Linked DNA regions of Zea mays: region 2 is linked to region 1. Evidence: chromatin contacts called from public Hi-C data. All regions are on one chromosome and are shown on one strand. Each heading gives the region's core, a stretch centred on a gene start, on an enhancer-like site or on the middle of the called end of the contact. The rest is flanking DNA. Distances are from core to core; before and after follow the strand shown.

Region 1 (7,442 bases), core at 2,472-4,971:
CCAGTGGTCTGCCTTATTGGCTTAGAGAGATCGACCACATAATATTCCGGGCAAACAATGATCCCTACAAGGTAATCAAAGAATTTCATTGCTGTAACAAGGATATGCATGTAGAGTTCTGGTCTGATGGTATTTAAACTTTTCACGCAGAAAGAAATGGAGAAATTCGTGAGATTCATAGTGCAGAAGTTGAAGGATGCTGAGTTATTTGCATCTCAAGGAGGACCCATCATTCTAACACAGGTCTTTTATTTCTCAATTTACTCGTGTTATTTCTTAAATCTTGTTATTGGCACCATATTTGCATAATACAGGCTGTGTGATTTATCCTTTGCACAAATACATCAGATCGAGAATGAATATGGGAACATAAAAAAAGATCATGCAACAGACGGTGACAAGTACCTCGAATGGGCAGCTCAAATGGCGCTCAGCACACAAACAGGAGTTCCATGGATAATGTGCAAGCAGTCTTCAGCTCCTGGTGAAGTGGTAATTTTCTCATCAGTGGTGAATATCTGTATACATTTCTAATAGTTCGCAAGTTTTTTTATTGCAATTATATCTTGAAAATACTAACAAGATACTATTCAGAACATGAACGTCATTTAATCTCTTATAAGAGACCGCCTACTTTCTATCGAAAGGGTCTAATTATTCTAGCTCAATCTTTTAATTAATTTTTCGCTCTCAATAGATCCCTACTTGCAATGGAAGGCATTGTGGAGATACATGGACACTACGCGACAAAAATAAGCCTATGCTTTGGACTGAGAATTGGACTCAACAGTAAGTTCAAGTAATTCACACTCAACAATGGCCTTTTTTAGCCAAATACACAAATATTATGAGCCAGCATTACTACTTTTGGAAGGTACACAATAGGAAGAATTGAGTGAGATGAAATATATAGCGTTAAGAGCAACTCCAACAGTCTAGATATAATCCTAGGTAAATTTAGAGTTTTATGGGGATTCTAAAAAATAGACAACCTCTTAAACGATGGGATAAACTAACAAACTCTCTAAATCTTATCTATCCATGTTGCGAAAGAGCCTCTAGCATAGTAGTTAAGGACTTACGAGTAGCACCTCCAAGTCCTGGGTTCAATTCTCCTCGGGAGCGAATCTTCAGGCTTGGTTAAAAAAAATCCCCTCGCTGTGCCCCATCCGCTCTTGGGTTACGATGTCCTGTGCGTCACCTTCCGGTTGGGCCATTGCAGAGTGGACAGTTGACGCCAACCCGTTAGTGATGGGGGGCCAGGGTTCGGAGATTTTCTCGGCAGGGATCATGTTTCGGTTTCTTCTTAATATAATGCCGGGAGGGCGGTCTTTCCCTCCATGGCCGAGTTTTTTTATCTATCCATATTCAAATCACCTGACAATCTCTTCGGGGGTTGTTGTTTGCCTATTTTGGGCCTTCCTCTTTATCAATATAATCGGAAGCTCTCCTGTCTGGTTCGTTTCAAAAAAAATATATCACCTGACAACCGGTCGTCACCGCCTCGACCTCAAGACTGGTCGACATTGCCGTGTAGACCGAGCCACACATGTTGCCTCCTCGTTGCTTCTCATGGCTTCACCCTTCTCATTCAAAATGAAATCGTACTCATCTACGTTAGCGAGTAGGTGAAGGAGGAATAGCAGGGAGGTGCAATCAAGTCAGCCCTATGGAAGCCACGCTCCTCTTCTCTGCCGACTGCACGACTAGTACCAGCGGGTGGCTGGCGGGCTGTGATCTCGACTACCTACGGGCCCACACACGGCTTCCTCTGGTCCCTCCAAGCGGCCAAGGACCAACGCACATAGGACGAGGACAATAGGGCGTGGGGGCGACACGAGGACAACGAGTTCGACATGACGCGAGAGCGAAGCGGGGCGCGAGGGAGGGAAGGCGCACGACACACACGTCAGGAGGGAGATGGCAAGCTGGGCGGACTCGGCAAAGATGCCTAGCGGCTTAGACGGGATGACGAGCGGGATAGAGAAGCGAGCAAGATGAAGAGTCCGTTGGATTGAGTTTTGGCTATCATTTTTCTATTTTTATCAATACTAATTGATTTAGCTATGCTTTTGGACTTCTCTGATGCTCTAATGAATTTATGAGCTATGGCCATTCCAAGAACCATGTTGCACATTCATATGTGTAGTTACCTTACATTAGGGACACAAGCTCCACTTGTTTTTGGGTCATTGGGTACACCCAAAACTTTTATAAGATAAAGTAAAATGTTTGCCACATACTTAATTTAGGGGAGGGGGGGGGGGGGGTAGCTGACTTAGAAAACACAGTTGGGTGCCCACTTGCATATATCGATTCTTGCAGCATTTTAACCTTCAAAACCATTCTCCTTATCCCCTTTAAGAAGTGGAATTTGTATTTTATATACATATCAGAGGTTCCACCTGCCTGTTTGACTGAGTGAACATGTTCATACCTGCATATTGTATAGAATATAAAAAGATAGAGTTGAATAGTAAAACATACATATCATCAATTAGCAGATGGACCCATAAATACAATGAAGCAATCTGGCTGTGGCTGCTAGCCAACTAAACCTAAACCAGTAACTCGGAAACTAAGGGTCAACTGTGCTATAGAATATTAGTTATTTCGAGCAAGATTTACTAAAATAGTATATTCATTTTATTAATATCGATAAAAGTTGTTCTTAACTAAAACCTGCATTCAAAACTAGGATCAAGTGCTTTTAAAGGACCACTGATATGCCAAACAATGCTTATAGCAAAAAGCATTTTTTCATTCTATAAACAATTTTTTGAACGTAATGGCAGGAGCTCTGCTTTTTAATTAAGAAGAAGAATAAAATTGATCCAGTTTTAAGGAAAACCGGGCCCAAAATCTACACAGAATGCACAAACAACTCAGATAACAGATGCAACACACATAAAGCCCATCCAGAGCCATTGTTGTCGAGCTCAAACACAAGTGACGAGCAGCTCCGACTCTCCCAAACCGACCACATATGGACAAAGGAACTCGACGACGTTTACATCCAAACACCGGTACAGAAGGAGGAAGCCCTCGGTGCATCGTCGTTGCCAAGTCTCACACACCCCACGTGAGGCAGCTTCAATTCTTCACCAACAAGCTAGCTCCTCCGCCTCGTCCCCGACAATTTCCCAATCGCCGAACCAAAATCCAGTCCACGAAGAAGGGGAGGTTTCGCCTGCTGTCATCGTTGCCAAGCCACATCCCCTAACACAACAGTTTCAACTTTATGAAGCAAAATCTCACCTCCACTCGCATACCAGACACCAAGAAGCGAGGCGACGCCGTGGTCGAGACAAACATCAATAACGATGCCTTCACGAAGGGAGTAACGTCTAGGACACCACCATCGCTTGTCCGAGAAGAACCGAACTTTCGCTCAGAAGACACCCTCAACAAGGGAAGCGTCACTATCGCTAAAGCTTTCGCCCAAGATGTCCCCGCCACATCGTCAGGCTACGACCCCAGGAAAAAGCATGCAGCCTCTATCGTCGTCGCTGCCGCCCAGACATCCCGCATACACCCTTACACAGAGGGGGAAGCGACACGTCGACTGCCGCAGCAGCCGCATAGCTGCATCGTCCGCCACCCCTTCGGCTAGGAACACGGGACGCGACAACACCTTGTCGCGTGCATCACCCTGTCACGCGAGAACCGATGCCGGGCCGGGCCCTGGCACCCGCAGTCACCAAAGCCAGCTGGCACTGGACACTCAACCGTCGTCGCCACCTCGGAACGCCAGCCCGGGCCATCACGAGCCACCTCCCATGTGCACAGACCATAACCGGCAGCCCAACACCGCATCGACAGCACGCGCGCAGCCACTGCCAAGCGCAGTTGTCTCTGATGTCTGGTCACGCCTGACGACGCCGCTATCACGCGCCACCCTCCTGCCGACGAACGCGGCCTCCTCCTCATTGCTGAGCGCAGCCCCTCACTTCTCTCCTGGCTGCGCCACCATGATGCCGCCACGGAATGCGCAGAGCCGCCGAAGAGAGCAGAGTCCCAGCGAGAAACGCAGGAGCTCTTCCTTCCACCTCTGGCGAACCTCCAAGGAAACTCGACGCCCAGACCTGCTCGCGCACAGGGAGCATCTTTGCTCCGGCGGCTGCTCGCCGGCCTCCCTGTCTCCTCCCCAGTTCTTCCTCTCACAGCCGTGCAGCGCCCTCTTCTCTACAGTGGCCGCTGCTCCTCTCTGAAGCTATGCGCAGGAGCTCTCCAGGACGCCGCGCCTCCTCCCTGCTACACGCCCCGGTCGACGACGAACTTCCCGTGGTCTGGGAGGCCGCGCCCGCCCAGATCCGCCGGAAGGAGCGAAAGGAGCCCCGCCGCCGCTGTCATCACAGGCCGCACGGGCTTCCGGTGGCCTGCTCAGGCGGCGGCTAGGGTTTTGAGGGGCGCTCGGGTCGCCCAGCGCGGGGACGACCGAGCGCCGTCTGCTTCAAACATTTGGAGCTCATCCCCTCGAAATACAGAAGGTGCATCCACAAAGGATTAATCTCTTCGTCTAATTTTCTTGGGCATACACAGATTCAGAGCATATGGCGATCAAGTAGCTATGCGTTCAGCTGAGGACATTGCATATGCTGTGTTACGGTTTTTTGCAAAGGGTGGGTCATTGGTTAACTACTACATGGTATGGATTTACTTTTTGTTCCTGTAATGAATATGTTAATAAACATTTGCAAGGGAAATGTGGAGATTTATGGTATTTCACTTTAACTTGTCAACAGTATCACGGAGGAACAAATTTTGGAAGGACTGGGGCTTCTTATGTGCTGACTGGGTACTATGATGAAGCTCCCATGGATGAATATGGTCAGACCGATTCAGTTGACCATTATATTTCTGTATTATTTTTATCTTCATCATGTAGTTCCTCTTGACATAAGGAGCACCTCATGTAGTCCATGATTTTTCATAGGTATGTACAAGGAGCCCAAATTTGGGCATCTCAGGGACTTGCACAATGTAATAAGGTCATATCAGAAAGCATTCCTCTTGGGGAAGCATTCGTCTGAGATATTGGGTCATGGGTATGAGGTTGGGAGCAACTTCTTCAATCATTTTGGTTCCTGGAAACTTGTGTTCTCTGACCTACAAATCAATCTTCTTTGGTGTTGTGATTAATTTTCTATGTTGCAGGCACACATCTTTGAGTTGCCTGAAGAAAATCTTTGCCTCTCTTTCCTTTCCAACAATAACACGGGCGAAGATGGAACAGTAATCTTCCGAGGGGAGAAGCACTACGTGCCTAGCCGTTCAGTCTCCATTCTTGCAGGGTGCAAGAACGTGGTTTACAATACCAAGAGGGTGTGTTTGTTTGCACTTAACCACAACTGAATTAGGAACATAGGCATTGGGCCCTAATTTGTATTTTGTTTGTTATGGCAGGTGTTTGTACAACACAATGAAAGGTCATACCATACCTCAGAGGTAACAAGCAAGAATAACCAATGGGAGATGTACTCAGAAAAAATCCCGAAGTACCGTGATACTAAAGTCAGGATGAAGGAACCCCTGGAGCAATTTAACCAAACCAAGGACGCTAGTGATTACTTATGGTACACCACAAGGTATCACTCTTATCTGTCACACCTTACGGTTTCAGCTCAATGTTACTCTTTATCTTTCTCAATCAAAAAATTCATTTTACTATATTTTTATTTGTTACCATCTTCAGCTTTCGCTTGGAGTCAGACGATTTGCCTTTTAGAAATGACATCCGGCCTGTGCTTCAGGTCAAAAGTAGTGCACACTCAATGATGGGATTTGCCAATGATGCTTTCGTAGGTAACTTGGACCAACTCTGTAACAATCTTATTCTTCCAAAGGCACTCGCTTGTTGCAAGAATGCCAGCAAAACTACTGTACAAATCAAAATCTTTCTCCATGTAGGATGCGCACGCGGAAGCAAGCAGGTGAAGGGTTTCATGTTTGAAAAACCCGTTGATCTGAAAGTAGGTGTGAACCATGTTGTATTGTTGTCGTCAACTATGGGAATGAAGGTAAAAATTCGTCGGAACTGTGGAATGTGTTTGGAATGTAAGATGACTGATTATACTGTCCTAGCCGATATCCAGGCGAAAAAAATATGGCTGTATTGACGCAAGCTACAAACACTTTATTTTGGAAAGGTGGACATATATAAATATCATAAATAGAAGGGTGGCCCATGCGCTCTGCTAATGCAATAATCCTTCCCATCAGCTCTAAATTTGCATGTTTCACTATCTTCTGCAGGACAGTGGTGGTGAACTTGCTGAAGTAAAGAGTGGCATTCAGGAGTGCCTAATCCAGGGTCTGAACACTGGGACGTTGGATTTACAAGTCAATGGCTGGGGCCATAAGGTAAGGCTGTTGTCTTTAACCCCAAAAGGAAAAACTCATTTCCTTGGAAGCACCAATGTCATCTTGCGGGACTTGATCACCTCTACGCTTCGTTTCCAATAGGCTGCACTGGAAGGTGAGGACAAGGAGATCTACTCAGAAAAAGGTGTGGGCAAAGTTCAGTGGAAACCTGCCGAGAACGGCCGGGCAGCCACTTGGTATAAGGTAAGTTGAACCAGGAATACGAGCACTATAGGTTTTGGAAACATCAAACATCCATTTCAATTTTGGTTGCAACCCTGGCCCTTGGTGTCACTATGTTCACTGCCATGCTAGAGATACTTCGATGAGCCAGATGGAGATGATCCCGTTGTACTTGACATGAGCTCAATGGACAAAGGAATGATTTTTGTGAATGGTGAAGGCGTGGGTAGATACTGGGTCTCATACCGAACTCTTGCTGGAACTCCTTCTCAAGCACTGTAAGTTTGTGGAGTTAACCTTATTGAGGCAGGTATACAAGCTTGACAACAAAATGTCATTTCATTTGTCTCTTCCGCTCTGCCTTCAGATACCATATTCCGCGTCCTTTCTTGAAATCCAAGGACAACCTTTTGGTTGTCTTCGAGGAGGAGATGGGCAAGCCGGATGGCATCCTCGTGCAGACGGTGACGAGAGACGACATATGTCTGTTCATCTCGGAGCACAACCCGGGACAGATAAAGACGTGGGATACGGATGGTGACAAAATCAAACTCATTGCAGAGGATCACAGCAGGCGGGGCACCTTGATGTGCCCCCCTGAGAAGACAATCCAAGAAGTCGTCTTTGCCAGCTTCGGCAACCCAGAGGGCATGTGCGGCAACTTCACTGTAGGCACTTGCCACACTCCCAATGCAAAGCAGATCGTTGAGAAGGTACACGCTTCTTCGTGATGATGCGTGTTACCATCTGTGATGTTTGTTGAACTACTTTATCGCACCCGTGGTCACAAATCACATTTTCGCCTCCTGATTGATACTGACTTGTGGAACGGAATGGACAGGAATGCCTCGGCAAGCCATCCTGCATGCTGCCGGTGGATCACACGGTGTACGGCG
Region 2 (7,442 bases), core at 2,445-4,944, 310 kb before region 1:
GGCACACCATGCAAACACACAATCTCAGTGAAGAACAAATCAGCAATATGTGAAGCATTATCAGTTTTATGACAGGGTATAAAATGTGCCATCTTTGAAAAACGATCGACAATGACAAAAACACTATCACTCCCCCTTTTTGTTCTAGGCAATCCCAAAACAAAATCCATAGAAATATCCTCCCAAGGTGCACGAGGAACAGGAAGAGGCAAATAAAGACCATGGGGGTTAAGTCGGGACTTAGCTTTGTTGCACGTGGTGCAACGAGAGACGTAGCGCTCAACATCACACCGCATCCGAGGCCAATAGAAATGAGTAAACAACACATCCTTGGTCTTTTTAACACCAAAATGTCCCATCAAGCCACCTCCATGTGCTTCCTGCAAGAGTAGAAGACGAACGGAGCTAGCTGGAACACACAACTTGTTAGCACGGTAGAGAAGGCCTTCACGCAGCATAAATCTTTGCCACGTTCTTCCCTCTCTGCAATTTTCAAAAGCATCTTTGAAGTCCAAATCAGCAGCATATAATTCCTTTATAGTCTCCAAACCAAATATTTTATGATTAAGTTGGGACAACATAGTATAACGTCTAGATAAAGCATCAGCAATTACATTATCCTTTCCTTTTTTTATGCTTAATAATGTAAGGAAATGATTCTATGAATTCAATCCATTTAGCATGTCGTTTGTTTAGATTAGATTGTCTCTTAAGATACTTCAAAGATTCATGATCCGAATGTATGACAAACTCTTTAGACCATAGATAATGTTGCCAAGTTTGTAAAACTCGTACTAAAGCATATAATTCTTTGTCATATGTAGAATAATTCAGAGTTGGACCATGCAATTTTTCACTAAAGAAAGCAACAGGTTTACCTCCTTGAATGAGCACTGCTCCAATCCCAATGCCGCTCGCATCACACTCGAGCTCGAATGTCTTGTCAAAATCAGGAAGTTGCAGCAGTGGTGCTTGTGTGAGCTTAAACTTGAGGGCATCAAAAGCTTGTTGTTGTGATGGTCCCCAACGAAACGGCACTCCATTCTTTGTCAACTTGTGGAGAGGTGCTGCAATGGTGCTGAAATCCCGCACAAATCGCCTGTAGAATCCTGCAAGACCAAGAAAACTTCAAACCTGGTGACTTGGTGTGGGTTCATTTGAGAAAGGATAGGTTTCCTGATTTGAGAAAGTCTTAACTTATGCCACGAGCTGCAAGTCCTTATAAAGTTCTTGCAAAAATTAATGATAATACATATACACTTGAGTTACCGCCAGATTTTGGGGTTAGTCCCACCTTTAACATTTCAGATTTGAAGCCATGTATGGGTGACGAAGATGAGACCGAGTCGAGGACGACTCCAATTCAAGAGGAGGAGGATGATGAGGACATCACTTCTATACATACAATGAATGGACCGATAACACGATCACGTGCACGACAGCTAAATCTCCAGGTATGTTCTACCCTAGTCAATTGTGTTTCAGAGCTTACGCTTGGGGCCATGGATGTTTTGATGATTAGGAACCTTGGAGAGGACCAGCAAGGACTTGGGAAAGGCCTAGGTGTTGAGGAGGAGGAGCAAGGGCGCCCACAACAGGAAGGAGATCAAGTCCGACTCGGCTGTGGCTCCATCTCGGGTTCCAGGACCAGTCTGCACTAAAATGGACGCCCAAGATGCATCCGGTCTCCGATTGCGACGGACTTGATATGGTTGGAAAGTTAAGGAGATTATCTAACCAACCCAACTAGTTCCACCCTAAAATTCGTCCGGAGTCAACAGAAATCGTCGAAACAAGTCAGCGTTCAGATTCTGTTTTGGTGCTGCGACACCGTCTGTTGGGTCGTTGGGCCGTGTATCGCGTCGGAGCCCATTAGGGGCGAGTCCAGGGGTCACGCACGCCCTAATACTCTATTTATTAAGCAGTTGCCGCCATGTTAGGTTTGGGTTTTGCTTAGATCAATTCTGTCATCGAACAGTGTCGCCGTCATCGGCTTGTGAGATCCCATCCCGTAATCAATACAATTTTGGTTGCGTTTCTTTCCTGTTCTTGCTTGTGTTCTTGATTGCGCTTGCAGGGATAAGCCTTCGTGGTGAGGTCATTCGTGTGTCATGGGTGATAACCAACGGAGCCGTGGTGTAGTGATTGCGAGGAACCGTTCGCTCGGAGCCTTGGATCATCAACGTCGAGATCTCCACTCAATCAAATTATCGTATCTCACGGAAGATCAGGCCGCGTCTACTATCAGGTACTTTATGAACTTGATATTGGATAGCTCAAAACATCTAAGTTTGGTTTGAGATAGAATTCGAGACAGCTTCTTCGTGTTGTGTAGTGTAGAGGTTTCACTTTATATGTGGAAGTTCCACGAAGCGAAAGTTTAGGAAATAGTCCGTCCGCCCGAACTTTGAAGCCTCAAACCTAAACTAAAAATCAGCAACGCATCATCCCAGGTTAAAATCACAATGGTGGCAAGGACTAGGTTGTACCCAGTTGGTTCGTTCGCTAGGTGTGCGAGCGATCAGATATGGGTTCGATCCCTAGGATTGCCCCATTTCAGGTTTTTCCTTGGTAGGGTTTTACACACGCGTTCGTGTTCAGTGGTACCACGTATTTGCACGCACTAGAGGTCTAGATCTCTCATTGTCTACTATATTAAAACAACAATTTTTTTAGTTTTCCACCGTCGTCTCTTTCATAAAAAAGTACATATACTTCTTTCTAATCTAATTCGTGGTCTAAACATCATCCTTTCATGCTATATGCAAAAATAAGATAAAATTATGTACAATTGAAGGTTCAAACTTTGGTTGTTGGTTCCACATTTACAACCACCTAACCAATAGAACATATAATTTTGTGTTCTATTAAAATAAAAGCACATGGTATATATAGAAACACGAGCGTGTGGTGTGATATATGTAGTGGTGTGAGTTATTTTTTGAGAGATCAGGAGGGGGGAAACCCTACTGGAAATTTTATTATTACTGGAAAATTACAGTTTATATCATACAGTGAGCCAAATTACACAAGGGAGGGGCTAATTAAGATTGTCCTTGCTGAAGCCAGTTAGGAATGGAGGAATCGAATCTTCCCCGTACTCTATGGATGAGTGGTGTGAGTTATTGATGTGCTTGTACCCTATAAAAAAAATCACAGCGGTGGCGGTCAATCATCAAAAGCCGTAGTCAGTCACCGGAGTGCTGCCAATCGCGATCAGGGCTGAAATACACTGCCAGCCTCTTCCAACAGACCACCACACCTCGTCCCTTTCGACTGCTTTCTGCTAAAAGACGTGTGCGGTGGCTTAAAAAAAAGCCCCAGAAGCCCAGAACGCCACTGCGGCCCACCAAAAAAAAAAGCCCCGGCCTCGCTCCAAGCCCGCCGTCCCAGGAGGTGGATCGGCCGCTCCACTCCACAATCCACACGAAACCGCCCCCGGCCGCACGAGCACGACCGAAACCCCAGCGCGGCGCGACCGTTGGAGCCGCAGATTTTCCCACGCTGCCCCTTCTCTGACCGACGGGTGCGTGCAAAGGCAGGGGTAGTTCAGGGATTTGGGGGAGCCTGAGAAAGACCAAGGTCGCGCACACTGCCCGAAACCTCATGCCTCGCTGTTGGTGGACCGGACCGTTACTGCACACCTGTTTGTCACAGGCAACACGCGTCTCCGTCCTCCCACCTCACTCTAGCCTTCTCCCCCAGCAGCAAAAATGGTAAAAGGTGCGAAGACTGCGTGACATGTGAAGAAGAGGGCAGAGAGAGTGCTCCAGCATTAGCCTTTGCTCTCGTCTGCTCGCTCAACGGCTACTTCCTGCGTCGCCGTGGTGCTGGGTTTGGGAGACTGGGGGAGGCGGATTGTAGGAAGAGCTGGTGTGTGGTGCGGTGGTCACCAAAGAGCGCCGGAACCGGAGCGGCGATGGGCTGCTGCCAGTCGCGGCTGGAGCGGCTGGAGGCGGTGTCGCGGTGCAAGGCTCGCCGGCGGTACACCAAGCACCTGGTGCAGGCTCGGCGGGACATGGCTGCGGCGCACGCGCTCTACCTGCGCGCGCTCCGGGCCACCGGCGCCTCGCTTCTACACTTCGCCAGCGCCGAGGCCGACCACCCGCACCCCCATTCCTCCGCGGCCCACCACGAGCCGCCGCCGTCCCCACCGCCGCCGCCTCCCCCGCCGCCGTTTAGCCCCTCCACGACAGCCAGGTCCTGGACGACCAATTCCTCCTCGATCTCCGCGTCCGCGATCTTGCCCCCTCCCCCGCCGCCGCCACTGCCGCCACTGCCGTCCAGCTGGGACTTCTGGGACCCCTTCGCGCCCTCCTCCTCCCGCTCCGCTGCCGACGACGCCGACTGGGACGACGCCGCCACCACCGTCGTCGACGCACCCATCGCCGCGCCGCCGCCCGTGGTCACGGCCGCTGCGGCGGTGGCCGCGCCCCCTTCCATCGTCACCGCCACCACCACCTCCACCACTCCCAGCGAGCTCACCGTCGTTGCGGTACCCCGCGGCGGCGCCGGGAAGAAGGACCTCGCGGAGATCGCCACCGAGCTTGATGAGTACTTCCTCAAGGCAGCCGACGCCGGCGCCCGCGTTGCTGCACTACTCGAGGCTCCCGTTTGCGAGCCCCCCGAGCCCACCACCAACAGCAGCCTACCAGGCATGCCTTTTCTTCGACAAATCAGTTAACTATTCAATAGATTGTTTGTTCTTGACTACATTTCGCTTATCGCCGACGAATCCTTTTTTTTTCTTCCTTTACTTCTGCTGCAGGGAAGGTACTTAGTTACAGCAAGAGCTTGAAGCCCATGGGATGGGCATGGGGCGGCGGAGGGTATGGGAAAGGTAACGATGGGTTCACAAGGTTCGGGAGAGGAGACGGTGGAATGCCCATGGGCAATGGCGGAGGCGGTGGAATGCTCAGTCATTCATCCACCGTGGAGAAGCTCTACGCATGGGAGAAGAAGCTGTTTCTTGAGGTCAAGGTAAGAGTAGTTCCTTCTTTGCTCTTTAACTTTAGTAGTCACAGTGGATTTACCTTTTTCTTTTTCATTTAGTATTAGCATGAACATACGGGATGATCGAAACATACTGCCTGACTCTTCATATCTAAAGGAATGTGAGTGTGTGACTGCGTGAGTGAGTGAGTGGCAATGTGCTTTTGAGAGGTCCTTTTGTTGTGTTGGTTTGTTCACCTATGGTCTGTGATGGGGAATGCTGCTAACAATGATTCAGCTGTGGTGGCAATTGATTTTGCTGAAGAAACAAGAAAGGTAGTGGACACAAGGACGTGGGCGTGCTTGCATTGTCGGTATTTTATTTCTCTCCCCTGTCAGGAGCTTCTTCAAAGACGAAACACAGCATGCTTTTGGTTTCTTCCAAGTAAAAAAAAAATCAGTAGATCAGCTTCATGGTTTATTTTAACCTTACTGTACAAACATGTTAGGCTGGATCTGAACGGGGCTGTGAAGATTTGGTTTCATGTTCAACCGTATTTTGTTGATAACCATTTTGCTATCCAGAATACTTGCTAAGATGGGTTCTGAATTCTGATGGCCTATTTTCTTTGCCATGATGAAGATAGATTTTTTGTACTACTCCGATCACATATTCACATCTGTTAAGCAATCATGTTATTGCAGCTTTATATACAACTTTAAAGATAGCATCTTTGTGTGCCTTTTGATAAGATTATGACTCTCTTTTTTTTTCCTTTTTAACTGCAAACAGAGTTACGAGGGGTATAAGCAGGAGCATGATAAGAAGGTCAGTCTGTTGAGGAAGCAAGAGGTGAAGGGTGTGGATTACTTGAAGATGGAGAAGAACAAGATGGAGATTGAGAGCCTGGAGTCCAAGATGCTGGTTGCCAACCAGTCCATCGAGACCACCACTTCTGAGATAATCAGGCTCAGAGAATCCGAGCTATTTCCCCAGCTTCTTGAGCTGATTGCTGGGTTAGTACAATCTCCTTTCATCATCCATCCTGACTGCATCTAGTAGTAGTAGTAATATTCTAGGGTGCTTCACATGTTAGCTACTTCCACTTGTACCTGTCGTTTTGCATTGCATATGAGCATGGGAGTAAGGTGGGACATATGGTCCATGGTTTGCGACCTTCTACCCATGCTCAAGTGTAAGCTACTGCCTCACATCTTATTGCCGTTTTTCTTTTTGGCTTTGTAAAAGTAACTTTGTCACTATGCAAGGTACCTTCTATTAATTTGAACAAACCTTAAAGTATTTATGAGCTAGTGGAGTCCTGGAATTTTGACTGTTCTGACTGAATCTTCTGACCGTTGATCTCAGGCTGTCAGGCACCATTACCTGATCAGCATGGGCATCAGAGAACCTTAAAAGGGGGCGTCCATTGTTTGCAACTAGAGTAGTTCTATGCTCCAACTAGCCTCCCAATAAATATCAGCAAACCTTTTGTTGAACTCAGGCTGTAGCTCCCCTTTCTTGAGAAGTTTGGTTTTGCCATCATTGTCATGCGTGCTTGTTTTTTTGTGAAGTGCAGCTTGATGAGCATGTGGAGGGGTATGTACGAGTGCCATCAAGTTCAGACCCACATCGTGCAGCAGCTGGAGTACCTGAACAATGCTCGGAATACCAATCCGACTTCCAATGTCCACCGGCAAGCAGCTCTTCAGCTCGAGATAGAGGTTGACAGGTGGTATTCAGCCTTCTGTAGTCTGGTGAAATCCCAGAGAGACTACGTCTACTCATTGACCGGCTGGCTTCGTCTATCGCTGTTCTGCCACCACGACCCACTGACTAAAGCTCAGAACTCAGATATCTATGGCTTGTGTGAGGAATGGCAGCTAGCCATCGACAGAATCCCAGATAAGGTGGCCTCGGAAGGGATCAAGACTCTCCTGACAGTGATTCATGCTGTCGTCATTCAACAAGCTGAGGAGCATAAGCAGAAGAAGAGGTCGGAGTCTGCATTCAAAGAGTTTGAGAAGAAGGCAGAGGAGCTGAGAGCCCTGGAGTCAAAATATGTCGGCGCTGAAGGTTACAGAGAAATGTCACGAAAATCATCGGTAGCTGACAAGCGGGCGAAGGTTGAGGCTCTGAGGAGCCGTGCCGACGAGGAGAAGATCAAATACGAGAAGAGCATCGGGGTCACCAGAGCAATGACCCTGAATAACCTGCAGACTGGCTTCCCTAACGTTTTCCAGGCGATGACGGGCTTCGCCAGCGTGTGCATGGAGGCATTTGAGTCGGTGTACAACTTCAAGCGGAGCTCGGACCCGAAGAGGCTGCTGACCTGAAGCAATGTTGTATAAAATGTATACAGTCCTAGGTTTTTAGTAACAATGATACCTTGCAACCTTTGTCTGGCTGTTATCAGGTTCTAATGGCGCAAAAAAAAAACCCCCCGTCAAGTTCAATTACACCAAGTAATTGAAACTTGAGGCCTTGTTTTCCTTTTTGGTTGAGATAA

The links. A called contact is a pair of places that touch in the nucleus more often than the background predicts.
Region 2: a Hi-C map of tassel shows a contact between it and region 1, with 2.2 times the contacts expected there. The contact joins the promoter of LOC100280278 here to the enhancer-like site in region 1. A contact is called at or near these places in 2 of 25 Hi-C or Micro-C datasets (ear and tassel).

Annotation. Positions count from the first base shown.
Region 1 is chr7:184,724,435-184,731,876 of Zm-B73-REFERENCE-NAM-5.0, reverse strand. LOC103633625 (beta-galactosidase 12) reads left to right here. Exons shown (of 19, transcript XM_008655348.3): 4 at 5-71; 5 at 151-243; 6 at 349-492; 7 at 698-789; 8 at 4,543-4,648; 9 at 4,746-4,830; 10 at 4,937-5,055; 11 at 5,158-5,325; 12 at 5,407-5,588; 13 at 5,696-5,805; 14 at 5,911-6,020; 15 at 6,256-6,363; 16 at 6,466-6,567; 17 at 6,679-6,824; 2 more. Among protein-coding and RNA genes, the nearest start is that of LOC103633625, 4.8 kb to the left of the region's middle. Within about 2 kb of position 3,721, at least 20 of the 20 cell types and tissues checked have an H3K27ac peak or open chromatin away from gene starts, as enhancers often do. A contact at or near this core is called in ear and tassel, where this site is marked.
Region 2 is chr7:185,034,658-185,042,099 of Zm-B73-REFERENCE-NAM-5.0, reverse strand. It overlaps LOC100280278, which reads left to right and starts at 3,694. Exons shown (of 4, transcript NM_001367925.1): 1 at 3,694-4,655; 2 at 4,769-4,980; 3 at 5,726-5,949; 4 at 6,513-7,442. The coding sequence starts at 3,920. The coding sequence ends at 7,269.